2 separate regions of the Oncorhynchus mykiss genome follow, and region 1 is linked to region 2. A link is a contact called in public Hi-C data. All regions are on one chromosome and are shown on one strand. Each heading gives the region's core, a stretch centred on a gene start, on an enhancer-like site or on the middle of the called end of the contact. The rest is flanking DNA. Distances are from core to core; before and after follow the strand shown. Region 1 holds the start of LOC110523973 (CBP80/20-dependent translation initiation factor). Region 2 holds the start of LOC101268922 (Smad7).

What was found. A called contact is a pair of places that touch in the nucleus more often than the background predicts.
Region 1: a Hi-C map of liver shows a contact between it and region 2, with 4 times the contacts expected there. The contact joins the promoter of LOC110523973 here to the promoter of LOC101268922 in region 2. A contact is called at or near these places in 2 of 3 Hi-C or Micro-C datasets (blood and liver).

What each region holds. Positions count from the first base shown.
Region 1 is chr5:47,658,205-47,665,023 of USDA_OmykA_1.1, forward strand. It overlaps LOC110523973 (CBP80/20-dependent translation initiation factor), which reads right to left and starts at 4,464. Exons shown (of 14, transcript XM_021603172.2): 1 at 4,262-4,464.
Region 2 is chr5:47,390,795-47,397,982 of USDA_OmykA_1.1, forward strand. It overlaps LOC101268922 (Smad7), which reads left to right and starts at 5,218. Exons shown (of 4, transcript NM_001281336.1): 1 at 5,218-6,324. The coding sequence starts at 5,856.

The DNA of each region.
Region 1 (6,819 bases), core at 3,214-5,713, 270 kb after region 2:
TACAGGTGCATGCATATTCAATAGGAGTGTGTGCATGCATTGAGTTATTGAGCTGATTTCACAGGGCTACAGATGAAAAACAATCTGTTTCTTTTCCATTTGGGACTTATTTTATTGTACTGATCAACATTTGTATAGAAGAAGTAATTGCTTCTTTTTTTACCCCCTTTTTCTCATCAATTTCATGACATCCAGTTGCAATCCAATTACGATATTGTCTCATCGCTGCAACTACCCAACGGGCTCGGGAGAGGCGAAGGTCGAGTCATGTGTCCCCTGAAACATGACCAACCAAACCGCGCTTCTTAACACCTGCCTGCTTAACCCGGAAGCCAGCTGCACCAATGTGTCAGAGGAAACACCGTCAGTTGGACCGAAGTTAGCCTGCAGGCGCCCAGCCCACCACAAGGAATCGCTAAAGCGCAATGAGCTAAGTAAAGCCGCCCGGCCAAACGATGCTGAGCCAATTGTGCGCCGCCCTATGGGACTCCCGGTCACAGCCGGTTGTGACACAGCCTTGGATCGAACCCGGGTCTGTAGTGATGAATCAAGCACTGCGATGATGTGCTGCAGCGGTCTAAGGCACTCAGGAGGCCGAAGTAATCTATTTTATAAGAGTGAGCACGCTGTATATAAGACCCATGATGTCATTCACACAAACTGAGCAAAGATGATCTTGACTGGGAGAGATGTGAGGCGGGGGAGATGAAGTTGACCGACTATGATTTTTCAACCAAAAAAAGCAGAGGCCGATTTCTATATATATTTGTGATAATGACAATTACAACAGTACTGAATGAACAAAAACCCTTTTATTTTAAATTAATATAATACATAAATAAAATAAATGTAGTCTCAAATAAATAATGAAACATGTTCAATTTGTTTTAAATAATGCAAAAACATGTGCCATGTAAAAAAAGATAACATTTAAGTTCCTTGCTCAGTACATGAGAACATATGAAAGCTGGTGGTTCAATATTCCCAGTTAAGAAGTTTTAGGTTGTAGTTATTATAGGAATTATGAAGTGTCAACTATCTCTCTATACCATTTGTTTTTCATATCCGTTTGACTATTGGATCTTCTTATAGGCACTTTAGTATTGCCAGCCTAATCTCTGGAGTTGATAGACTTGAAGTCATAAACAGCGCTGTGCATCACGTATGACTAAGAGCTGCTCGCAAATGCAGTAAAGTGCTGTTTGAATGAATGCCTACGAGCCTGCTGCTGCCTACCACCACTCAGTCAGACCGCTCTATCAAATATCAAATCATAGAATTAATTATAATAACACACAGAATTATGAGCCTTTGGTCCATTAATATGGTCAAATCCGGAAACGATCATTTCGAAAACAAAACGTTTACTCTTTCAGCGAAATACGGAACTATTACATATTTTGTTTAACGGGTGGCAACCATAAGTCTAAATATTGCTGTTACATTGCACAACCTTCAATGTTATGTCAGAATTATGTACAATTCTGGCTAATTAATTATGGTCTTTATTAGGAAGAAACAGTTCACAACGAGCCAGGTGGCCCAAACTGTTACATGTACCCTGACTCTGCTTGCACTGAACGCACGAGAAGTGACAATTTCCCAAGATCAAATTTCCTGCTAACATGCATTTATTTTAACTAAATATGCAGGTTTAAAAATATATACTTCTGTGTATTGATTTTAAGAAAGGCATTGATGTTTATGGTTAGGTGCATTTGTGCATCGAAAGTGCTTTTTTCGCAAATGCACTTTTGTTAAATCATCACCCGTTCGGCGAAGTTGAATTAGGCTGTGATTCGACGATAAATGAACAGGCACCGCATTGATTACATGCAAAGCAGGACAAGCTAGTTAACCTAGGAATATCATCAACCATGTGTAGTTAACTAGTGATTATGTGAAGATTGATTGTTTTTTATAAGATAAGTTTAATGCTAGCTAGCAACTTACCTTGGCTCATTGCAGCCACAAGGTCCTTTTGACGCTGCACTCGCGTAACAGGTGGTCAGCCTGCCACGCAGTTTCCTCATGGATTGCAATGTAATCGGCATCCAAAAAGCCTGATTACCAATTGTTATGAAAACTTGAAAATCGGCCCTAGTTAATCGGTTGACCTCTAGTGTGCACTATAATGGGGTGGGTTGTGCTGATAGACAGGCTTGATTCATGACAACAACCCAGATGGAATTGCCTATGATTAAAAAAAGTTATTTAATCTAACATATGCAGGTAATTCAAGATCGATATTTTGATGTGCAACCTATAGAATCCAGAATGATCAGATTTATTTTGGGTTCTTCAGAGATGGATTTGCCGACATCTTTGTGCATAGGCCCAGGCTATATTATTAGCCTTTTCACCGCCTAAGGAAGTGTGAACTCAAAACACTTAGCAGGTATGCCAACTAAATATGACATTGTTGCTAGATAGCCATGTAGACTAATTGATTAATTGATCAGTAAATGTAATGCCCTACAAAACTTTCCAGTGCTAGGTCTAGGCTACTTAAGTGAAAATGGAGAGCTCTGCGGGCACTTCAAAACCATACTACATAGCTTACTCTGGTTGTAAAGTGGTGCCATGAACCAATATACATTAAATACACACAGAAAGCTGTGACTGCTGTCTAACTAGATCAGTAGCTGCTTTGAAAACGTTATTTTTCCACAATTGCATTTTGAACAATTGTCATATGCTGGTCATATTGTCATATGAGTGAAGAGGGGCTTGCACACACAGCAGCCGACAATAAAACAGGGACAGGCAGATACTTTTATAGCAGGAATCATAATGCATAGGTTATTACTGTTGACCAGTGGTTTTCGAACAAACAGAACAAAATCCCCGAAAATTATGAGCTAAGCAAAAAACTTTGGTAAGAGGAGGGCAAGGTGAGTAGGTTAATTTTCAGTTTATTGTCCTAGCTTTATGTTAACACCCTAAGGTCGATGTCCACACCCCAGTGGAAATCTAATTTGCATAAGACTGTTAAGTGCCAAAGGGCACTTAATAAGAGCACATGTAAAATAAATATATATATATATGTTTGTATTCTCTCTCTTTTTTTTTTATCATGTGCTCTTATTAAGTGCCCTTTGGCACTTAACAGTCTTATGCAAATTCGATTTCCACTGGGGAAATATATAGTATGTATTATTATTATTTATTTTTTTGCCCTTATTAAGTGCCCTTTGGCAACAACAAAAAAATCAAAAGGAAGTTTGTTCTGAAGTGTCTGTCATACATACATACAATATATATATTGACAGACACTTCAGAACAAACTTCCTTTTGATTTTTTTTGTGTGTGTGTGTGGGGGGGGGGGGGGGGGGGGGGTGTCTACCTGTTATTCAGCGCGTTTGTATGGGCTAATACCAGTATGGCCAAATAAATATGGATCCTTTATTTTTTATATTTAGCTAAAATTCTAAGCCTAATTTCTGTTTGTGACAAAACAAGCAGTGTAGATAATCCGTGTACCATCTTAACCACTGAAATATATTTTCAATAACCAAAAATATAGTATTTTCAGGTGTTTGAAGCTGGTGTACAAAATCAAAAGTAAAAGACTCAAAAACTAAACTTAAGGAGAAGCGTAGAAAATGGCGCAAACAACAGATCTACCGCGTCTTAGACTTGCTTTCAATGACACAGATCTAGAACTACATTTATATGTGAACTTGCTCGGGTTGAACCAAAAAGTTCGATACTGCAGCGACCATAAGAATCGACTAGCTGTGTAGCTAGCTAGTTAGCAACTACTAACGTCTCCGCTGGGACAACACTTAGCAGATGGTTTGAGAGTAACACATGCTCGCTAGCTAATAATAACAACAACAACAACAAAAAAACGTATTTTCGATATGGAATCTTTTTCAGTGTGTTTTATTTTACCGGACGCGTGCCTCATGTTGACTATCAGAAAAAAAATAATGACCACACATCTGTCCGGCCTCGGGCGCCATCACGCTAGTTAACGTTACCTACGTTAGTTTAATTCATGCTCAAACCCCAACGTTGCCTACTGTCATAACTTTTAAGTTTACAAGCCAGTCACAGCTTTCTGTCGAGCCACAATCAGTTGAAATGTCTTTCATAATCATAATTTAGCCACACCATGTCTCAGGCAGCGAAAACATGCACAACATTGGATCTGATCACACACCGTACCTAGCTTTAGACCAACACTCAACTGGCAAACATTATTTCAGCTAGATAGCGAAAGTTAAAACCATTTACAGAAAACAATATCCTCACCCAGATATTGGATTCGGACGGCTGGGGAATCCGGGATCACCTCCTGATATTAAACCCACTGTGTCATGGGTATATTTCTCGAGAGAGAAACGTATTCGGAAGGAAAAGATTACGCTCCCAGACACACAAGCAGGGGAAACGCATGAATGTGACGTTTAGTCCGGTTTGCTCGCAGGACATGTGTACGTGGAGGCTTGGATTCTGGGAGCTGGAGTTCTAGTGAGACATCGCAGTCTTGTTGAAATGTATATATGTTGTAATGATACAGGCTTATACAGACATTTTAGAAGGATATATGAGGTTATTGGGGGACATTTGATGTGTTTTATTATTTCTGAAGTCAATTTCAGTATATTGATGTTTTTTATTGTCCCTGTGCTGTGTTTTATCTAGGCCTATTCTAATGCTATTACGGTACAAATTATCCACTGTTCAAATGTTTATTTAAATTTTATTTCATACAATTTATATTTTTGTGTTTAAATAGATTCGAAGGTACGGACCTTCTCATGCAACAGCCTGCGTTGTTATACAATAGACTGTACCATTTATTGTTATCTATAAATAAAATCAAACAACAACCATGTTTTAAGACAAGGAGTTTTTGCTTTGTTATGGTGTTAATTGATTTGAGCGCAGTGATGGGTTTTTATCTGTGTGTCCAACGAAGTAACTCAAGCAGAGAGAATCTCTTTGTGGTGTATGTAGCAAATGGCATGTATTGTATTTTTACTTAAGTCCACAAGTGACCCCTTGTGGGTACTGGATGAAATACAACTTTTGCAATCATGATTGTGCAACGACATTTTAATCAGGCAGTGTAAATGTATAGGTAACTGCCAAAGTAAAGGAAATACTTGAAATGGAGGATACAAAGGAAATTGAAAGCAGGTGCTTCCACACAGGTGTGTTTCCTAAGTTAATTAACATCCCACCATGCTTATTTATAAAAATGCCCAGTTGGCCACCATGGCTAGAAGAAGAGATCTCAGTGACTTGGCTAGAAGGGGTCTCAAAGGAGCATAGGGGTTTAATGTGTGTGTGTGTGTGTGTGTGTGTGTGTGTGTGTGTGTGTGTGTGTGTGTGTGTGTGTGTGTGTGTGTGTGTGTGTGTGTGTGTGTCTCAGTCACTAGATCTCAACCCAATTGATCACTTAGGTGAGATTCTGGAGTGGTGCCCGAGACAACGTTTTCCACCACCATCAACAAATCACCAAATAATTACATTTCTCGTGGAAGAATGGTGTAGTATCCCTCCAATAGAATTCCAGACACTTGTAAAATCTATGGCAAGGTTAATTGAAGCTGTTCTGGCTGCTCGTGGTGGCCCAACGCCCTATTTAGAAACGTTATGTTGTCCGCTGCAATGTAGCTTCTGGAATCATTCAACCAAACTGCTTTTATAGAATACTGAAACAGATTAAATTCACAGGTTGACTGGTCATCACATATTTTCATGAACCTCTGAATTTGTGACATTACCATATTTAGTGTGTAGACAGCACCTTATGCTTCCAGATGAGAGGAAGAAAAGTTGTGTAAAAAAAAAAAGATACAAGTAACATGTCTTACAGCCAAGGGAGATGGTGGGAAGGTGATGCTGGACAACTGTCTTTATGGGGAAGTCAGGTGTTTAATTTACTGCAAGGTGTCAGTCGATTTTAATATACAAATGGATCCAGAAAATACAAATACAAAATACAAAAGCTATATAAATCTGTCTATCAAACACTTTTAGAGTGAACTACAGCTATTAGATTTAGGCCTATAGAACCCCACAGTGGAGGTGTCATAATACCCATAAAACCTAGTGGTCAAACAGGAAAAAAACTGTTTTTCCACCATTGATTTTCCCATAGGGGATTTTAGAAACACTTCAAATATGGGCTGTGTTTTGTTTAAGCTGACCCTGGCGTGACATTTTGATAACCATGTAAATCTCTCTTGGACAAGGTGAGTTTTATTAACACGTCCGGCTCTATTTACTCTCAGTTTTAAAAATGCTAATGGCATCAAAGTAGACATCATGCAAAACTACAAATCCCTGCAAGCCCCTGCACATCATCTCTAGCTGACACCTTTGCTATCAATTGACAGAATTGTCCATTTAAAGAAATGTAGCCTATTTATTCATTACTACATTTAGCTAACATGGTATCAAATACATCAAACATATAGTTTCCAGGTCTTTGATGCCATTCCATTTGCTCCTTTCCGGCCATTATTATGAGCTGTTCTCCCCTCAGCAGCCTCCACTGGTATATCACAGATTTAAACTCATAACCATGGCATGACGTTCATAAATCCCTTGCCATAGAACAAAAAAGTGTATACAATTCATCAACTCAAAATATTACAAAGCTCAGTGCATACATATTCTCAAAATAACAAACAGGGAGAAACCCCTGAGCCAACATCAGAGCCTCCTAACTGGGTATGAACCAATGGGCGCGTTTGAGCAGATCACTTTAGTCAAGTCGGTGGCTGTCGTAGAAATGACCATCAAGGACTCAAAGTCGAAGTTAAATGAATAGATCTTTATTATTACCGGGAGAGGTT
Region 2 (7,188 bases), core at 3,968-6,467:
TTCCCGTCTGCCCGGCGCCAGCTGAGCTTCCCGTCTGCCCGGCGCCAGCTGAGCTTCCCGTCTGCCCGGCGCCAGCTGAGCTTCCCGTCTGCCCGGCGCCGCCAGCGCCGCCCGTCTGCCCGGCGCCGCCAGCGCCGCCCGTCTGCCCGGCGCCGCCAGCGCCGCCCGTCTGCCCGGCGCCGCCAGCGCCGCCCGTCTGCCAGGGGCCGCCAGCGCCGCCCGTCTGCCAGGGGCCGCCAGCGCCGCCCGTCTGCCAGGGGCCGCCAGTCAGCCAGGGGCCGCCAGTGCCGCCAGTCAGCCAGGGGCCGCAAGTAAGCCAGGGGCCGCCAGTGCCGTCAGTCAGCCAGGGGCCGCCCGAGCAGCTGCCCCTCTGTCCAGAGCAGCTGTCGACCCTCTGTCCCAAGCTGCTGCCGCCCCTCTGTCCCGAGCAGCTGTCCCTCTGTCCCGAGCAGCTGTCCCTCTGTCCCGAGCAGCTGCCCCTCTGTCCCGAGCAGCTGCCCCTCTGTCCCGAGCAGCTGCCGCCCCTCTGTCCCGAGCAGCTGCCGCCCCTCTGTCCCGAGCAGCTGCCGCCCCTCTGTCCCGAGCAGCTGCCGCCCCTCTGTCCCGAGCAGCTGCCGCCCCTCTGTCCCGAGCAGCTGCCGCCCCTCTGTCCCGAGCAGCTGCCGCCCCTCTGTCCCGAGCAGCTGCCGCCCCTCTGTCCCGAGCTGCTATCGCCCCTCTGTCCCGAGCTGCTATCGCCCCTCTGTCCCGAGCAGTTGTCCCTCTGTCCCGAGCAGTTGTCCCTCTGTCCCGAGCAGCTGCTTCACCTCTGTCCCGAGCTGCCCCTCTGTCCCGAGCAGCCCCTCTGTCCAGTGGGGTCATTGAGAGGGGTGGCCATGGTGAGTAAGCCAGGGAGGCGGACAATAAGGCGGACTAAGACAATGGTGAAGTGGGGTCCGCGTCCCGCGCCAGAGCCGCCCCCGCGGACAGACGCCCACCCAGACCCTCCCCTATAGGTCAAGGTTTTGCGGCCGGAGTCCGCACCTTTGGGGGGGGGTACTGTCACGTTCTGACCTCTATTTCTGTTTTGTATTTATTTAGTATGGTCAGGGCGTGAGTTGGGTGGGCAGTCTATGTTTGTTTTTCTATGTTTTGGGGCATTTCTATGTTTTCGGCCTAGTATGGTTCTCAATCAGAGGCAGGTGTCATTAGTTGTCTCTGATTGAGAATCATACTTAGGTAGCCTGGGTTTCACTGTGTGTTTGTGGGTGATTGTTCCTGTCACTGTGTTTGTTGTCACAGGATAGGACTGTTTTGCGTTTTCACATTTCTTGTTTTTGTTAGTTTGTTCATGTGTAGTGATTTATTAAAACATGAATAACCACCACGCTGCGCTTTGGTCCGCTTCTCTTCCTCCTACAGACGAACGCCCTTACAATGTGAAATGTCAGAGTAATAGTAGCGAGAATGATTTATTTCAGCTTTTATTTCTTTCATCACATTCCCAGTGGGTCAGAAGTTTACATACACTCAATTAGTATTTAGTAGCATTGCCTTTAAATTGTTTAACTTGGGTCAAACGTTTTGGGTAGCCTTCCACAAGCTTTCCACAGTAAGTTGGGTGAATTCTGACAGAGCTGGTGTAACTGAGTCCATTTGGAAGACCCATTTGCGACCAAGCTTCACTCTTCCTGACTGATGTATTGAGATGTTGCTTCATTTTCTTACCTCATGATGCCATCTATTTTGTGAAGTGCACCAGTCCCTCCTGCAGCAAAGCCCCCCCCCCCCCCCCCCACAACATGATGCTGCCACCCCCGTGCTTCATGGTTGGGATGGTGTTCTTCAGCTTGCAAGTCCCCCCCCCCCCCCCCATTTTTCCTCCTAACATAACGGTGGTCATTACGGCCAAACAGTTCTATTTTTGTTTAATCAGACCATAGGACATTTCTCCAAAAAGTGCGATCTTTGTCCCCATGTACCGTTGCAAACCGTAGTCTGGCTTTTTTATGGTGGTTTTGGAGCAGTGGCTTCTTCCTTGCTGAGCGGCCTTTCAGCTTATGTCGACATAGGACTCATTTTACTGTGGATATAGATACTTCTGTACCTGTTTCCTCCAGCATCTTCACAAGGTCCTTTGCTGTTGTTCTGGGATTGATTTGCACTTGTCGCACCAAAGTACATTCATCTCTAGGAGACAGAATGCGTCTCCTTCCTGAGCGGTATGATGGCTGTGTGGTCCCATGGTGTTTATACCTGTGTACTATTGTTTGTACGGATGAACGTGGTACCTTCAGGCGTTTGGAAATTGCTCCCAAGGATGAATCAGACTTATGGAGGTCTATAATTGTTTTTTGGCTGATTTCTTGGCTGATTTCTTTTGATTATCCCATGATGTCAAGCAAACAGGCACTGAGTTTGAAGGTAGGACTTGAAATACATCCACAGGTACACCTCCAATTGACTCAAATGATGTCAATTAGCCTGTCCCAAGCTTCGTACATACATACATTCATACAGCCATGACATAATTTCTAGAATTTTCCAAGCTGTTTAAAGGCACAGTCAACTTAGTGTATGTAAACGTATGACCCACTGGAATTGTGATGCAGTGAATTATAAGTGAAATAATCTGTCTGTCTAAACCATTTTTTGAAAAATGCCTTGTCATGCACAAAGTAGGTGTCCTAACCGACTTGCCAAACTATAGTTTGTTAACAAGAAATGTGGGAGTGGTTGAAAAGCGAGTTTAATTGACTCCAACCTAAGTGTATGTAAACTTATGACTTCAACTGCATATACACACACACACACACACACACACACACACACTGAGTGTACAAAACATTAAGATTACCTTTCCAATATTGGGTTACTTACCCTTTCTGCTCGGGGGGCTAGTCACCCTACATAATTTTATTTTGTCAATTCGAAATAAAAAATGTATTGATAAAAATAATTCCTGTAAACTGGGTGAATCCACTTTTATTACTCAGAGCCAGGGAGAAAAACTGGATTCTACAAACTCTATGTTCTGAACTGTGGTTGTTTTTGGTGTAGATTACTTCCAGACTACCTTAAAAATGTTGCGTGCTGCTGCTGTTGGTTGAGTTTAAACTGATGTGCGGCGCCAGTGGGGAATCGGTGGAACAATGAGTCTGAGCCATTGACTGTTGGTGCCTGCCATCCTGAATAGAACACACATATCCCATCATCATTACCATCATCCACCCCATCCCAGTGCCCTGCAGCGACACTCACTGCCTTGCCTGACTGGCACCCACATTAACATAGTAGGCTACTGCTGCCTGCCTGCGTCTCCTCCCCTTATGTCTAGCACACAATTAGGCTACAGCAGACAGCATTCTTCAATTTACTCACACCGACCGACTCAGAGACAGACCTGTCTGTACAGCCAACGAGTCAGTTAAAGGGGACATATGTTGTCATTCCTTTTGGTAGAGATTTGTAGACTTTGGGGAGGGAAGGTAGTCTTCTGTCTCCTTTCCACACCCCAAGTATAGATAAATAGGAGTTGCATTCTCTTTATTCTGTAATTTGGATGATGTTTTACAATTAAGCTTCGGTCTCTCTTCTAAATAATTTTAGCTACATTGAATCAGATGGTAGGATCCCTATTAGTCTATACTATCAGGCTGGATGTATCAACAGGAAATGTTACACATTTCCCCAGCACAAGAAAGATATAAACTATAGGCTAGGCCCCATAGTTAGGTTTCCGGTCCCATTAGGCTACTGTAGGCTATTTCAAATGGTGGTGCTCCAGTCCAGACGATTAGCCTATGTTAATAGAATTATATTTGTCACATACACATATTTAGCAGATGTTATTGCGGGTGAAGTGAAATGCTTATAGGTTCCAATTTAAAATTTGATCTGATAATGTAGATGTGAAAGTAACCTACTCAGGCAAACTGAGATTAGCAAACTACTACTGTAGGCCTATAATCTGTTGATTGGCAACAGTCACCAGTCTCTGACAATGATAGACAGGGTAGACAACCCAAGTGTGGGATATTATCTAAGAAAAAATACAACAAAACGTTTTGTACAATAACAGTGAACTTGTCCATGATCAGTAGCCAAATGTGTAATAAATAAGTAGGTAACCTATGTCAGATGTATTTCACAGGGAAATAACTGTCACCAGAGGGAGGCAGTAGTTCGTTGAGACCATTCAGGGGAAAAAGGTTGAGACCGTGCAACTAGGTTACCCACCATTAAAGGGAAACATAATAATAATAATAGCCTAATAACAATAACAACAATATAATATATTACAATATATAATTATAATACAATATATTATAATACCAACAATATTATTGTGTTATGATCAATGTCAATCATAGTTAGCCTATTTATATTTATGCCCACTGCATTAATGTGATCACATGGCGCAAAGTAAATAAAAGTTAAAACAAATCATAATGTTTGGACAACTATTACCCTGAATCAACCCTTATCTCTCTTTCAGAGAGAGAGAGAGAGTGTGTGTTTCATTTATATAGTAAAATAGCCATTCTAGCTCCATACCCCCCCACCACGTGATATTTTCGCCTTGTTTTTATATTTTGTTACTTTGTAATTTCTGGAAATTGAAACTTTTCCTCACCCAACGAATTCTCTGTATGTAAGCTACTTGATCTCTTGTTTGCGCAAGACAATCATTTTTTTTAAGCGACAGGGTGTCTAGACAACCACGTGACGGGGCGCGCCAATGCGCACCGGAGGACACAGCTAAGAGCACAGAGAGTCAGAGAAAGAGAGAGCGAGTGAGAGAAGGCAAGGGCACTTGAGCTATCCGAGTCATTCGCAGACCTTTTCTGACGATCTCATCACTTCTTTGTCAAACTCCACTCGCTTTATTCCTCCGACTACAGAAATTCATTCCGAAAAGTGGCTGGATTAATTTACCAAGGGATATTTAGAAGATATATAGGCTGTAGGTAATTATTGTAATCAAGACTCTGTTCGGTATTCAATCGGAAACGCAACTACCTCTACTACTCGGGGTAGATTTCTGTCTGGCACCTCAGCGGCTCCAGTTTTGGATTTGCTCATTCGCTTTGGATCTGTTTTTGGAGGATCCTTTCCTTCTCTCGTAACATCTAAATCTATATTGGAAGATCACATCATGTGCAGACGGTTATGATATTTAGAAGATAGGGGATAAAAAAAACATAGACACCGGCCTTTGTTAAAGCCTTTTTGCTCTCGGATCAAGGGTTGTGTGGATTATTTTTTTTTCTAAAGAAAACGGGCGAGCTTCGTTTTTTTCTCGTGGATATAATAATTCTAGTATTTTACCAGGATATTTAGCCTATTGGCTCAGAATACCACAAAAAAAATCCTACTCATAACCATACGCGCAAAGTAATGTTACAATGTTTTTCTTTATACATAGCACACTGATGGAATGGAACGAATGTAGCATTTAATGTTCACAGTAGCCTAGCTCTACATTGTAACAATTTCTCTATGCTGCTATTTTGTATTCTAGATGCTCAGCGTTCCTACATTGACATTAAGATTTATGTTTCGATATAGCTGTGTATTAGCAGTAGGCCTATTATAGTGTTATAATAATACCGTTAAGGTGATGGTTAATTTCTCTTTACAGAGAAGGTTACTATCACGGCAGGAGCCTTGACATTTTTTTTTTTTTTGTGGGGTTTAGTTTTGAGAAAATTAGACTGGCGTATGCTACAGATTTTCTTTGCTTCTCCACCTCCCAGTTTCTCCATAATAATATCTCAGGCTGCTTGTCGTTGCCTGGACTCGGATCCCGGAATCTTCATGATTTGCGGACATCATGCTCGTTTTTTAGCCGGGAAACCCTCTTTTCGTCCCGCATGTTTAGGACCAAACGAACGGGGCTCGTCCGGCGACTCTGGAGGAGCCGTGCGCCCGTCGAGGGCGACGGGGAGACGGATACACGAACGCATGGATCCCGGGGTTGCTGTATGGGTAAATCGACGAAGGTTGCCGGGAAAACTAGCGCCGGAACGGAGGCTGAATTGAAAGCCCTGACCCACTCGATACTGAAAAAAATCAAAGAGAAACAATTAGAGGGGCTCTTGCAAGCGGTGGAGTCAAAGGGGGGTGCACGGAGCCCCTGCCTGCTCCTACCCAGCAAAGTGGACACCAAACTGGGTCAGCAGTCTTATTCCCTCCCCTTGCTGCTCTACAAAGTGTTTCGGTGGTCGGACCTCAGGCATTGCTCGGAATTAAAAAGGCTACCTTGCTGTGAATCCTATGGGAAAATTAACCCAGAACTCGTTTGCTGCAATCCTCACCACATGAGCAGGCTTTGTGAACTCGGTAAGTTAACATACACGGACCGTTAATGCTGTTTTTTTTTTATTTTTACAAAAAATAATAACATGAAGGGGGAAAAAACATCTGTTATTGCTAATTATATGCATGGTCTATCTGTTTCACTATTATATATTATATGGGCAAATTGATTGGCATGTCACTTTGCCAGACATGTTGACACAATTTACCGGTGGTGTCTATTGCAATAGCATAGGTCAGACTTGGTTGGTGTGACGTTAGAACAGTTTTATCAGCATCATCATGTCATGACCATATGGCAGAAGTCCCCCGTTTTATTATTTATCTATCTGGGATATAATACAAATCTAGATTTGCTTTGAATGACTCCTCGCAAGTAATGCAGAGATTACAAAGGTCAATGCAATTGTAATTACATTATGTCCAGTATATTATATTATGTCATCTCTTTATTGGTTTGGCAAAGCTTGGCCAAGTTATTGTTTTTTAATTGTATTTATATATTTGTTTTTGCTTTAAAATCTACGTGGAAACGCTTATAAAGAATTAAAAAAGGCCTATATGTTTATATTATGTTTATTATACCGAATGCAAGGCCTACTACACATGTTAAATGTGGTTTCCCAAGTTTTGTCTCGTAAAAAAAATCGAGTTGATTGTACTTTAATGTTTTCATGTCAGAAGTACTACTAACAACAGGCCTATAATATAACACACGAGACCTACACAAAGTTGAACTATTTTAAATGGCCTTTCACGTAGCCTTTCATGTAGACTATCTTGTGTATTTGACAGTCAGTCTGGACCAAGTTAGTTTGCTTGCAGCCAGCCCGGCAACGATTCCGATTGGAGTGTCCTGTTCTGTTGTGAGCCAAAAGAGAGCCGTAT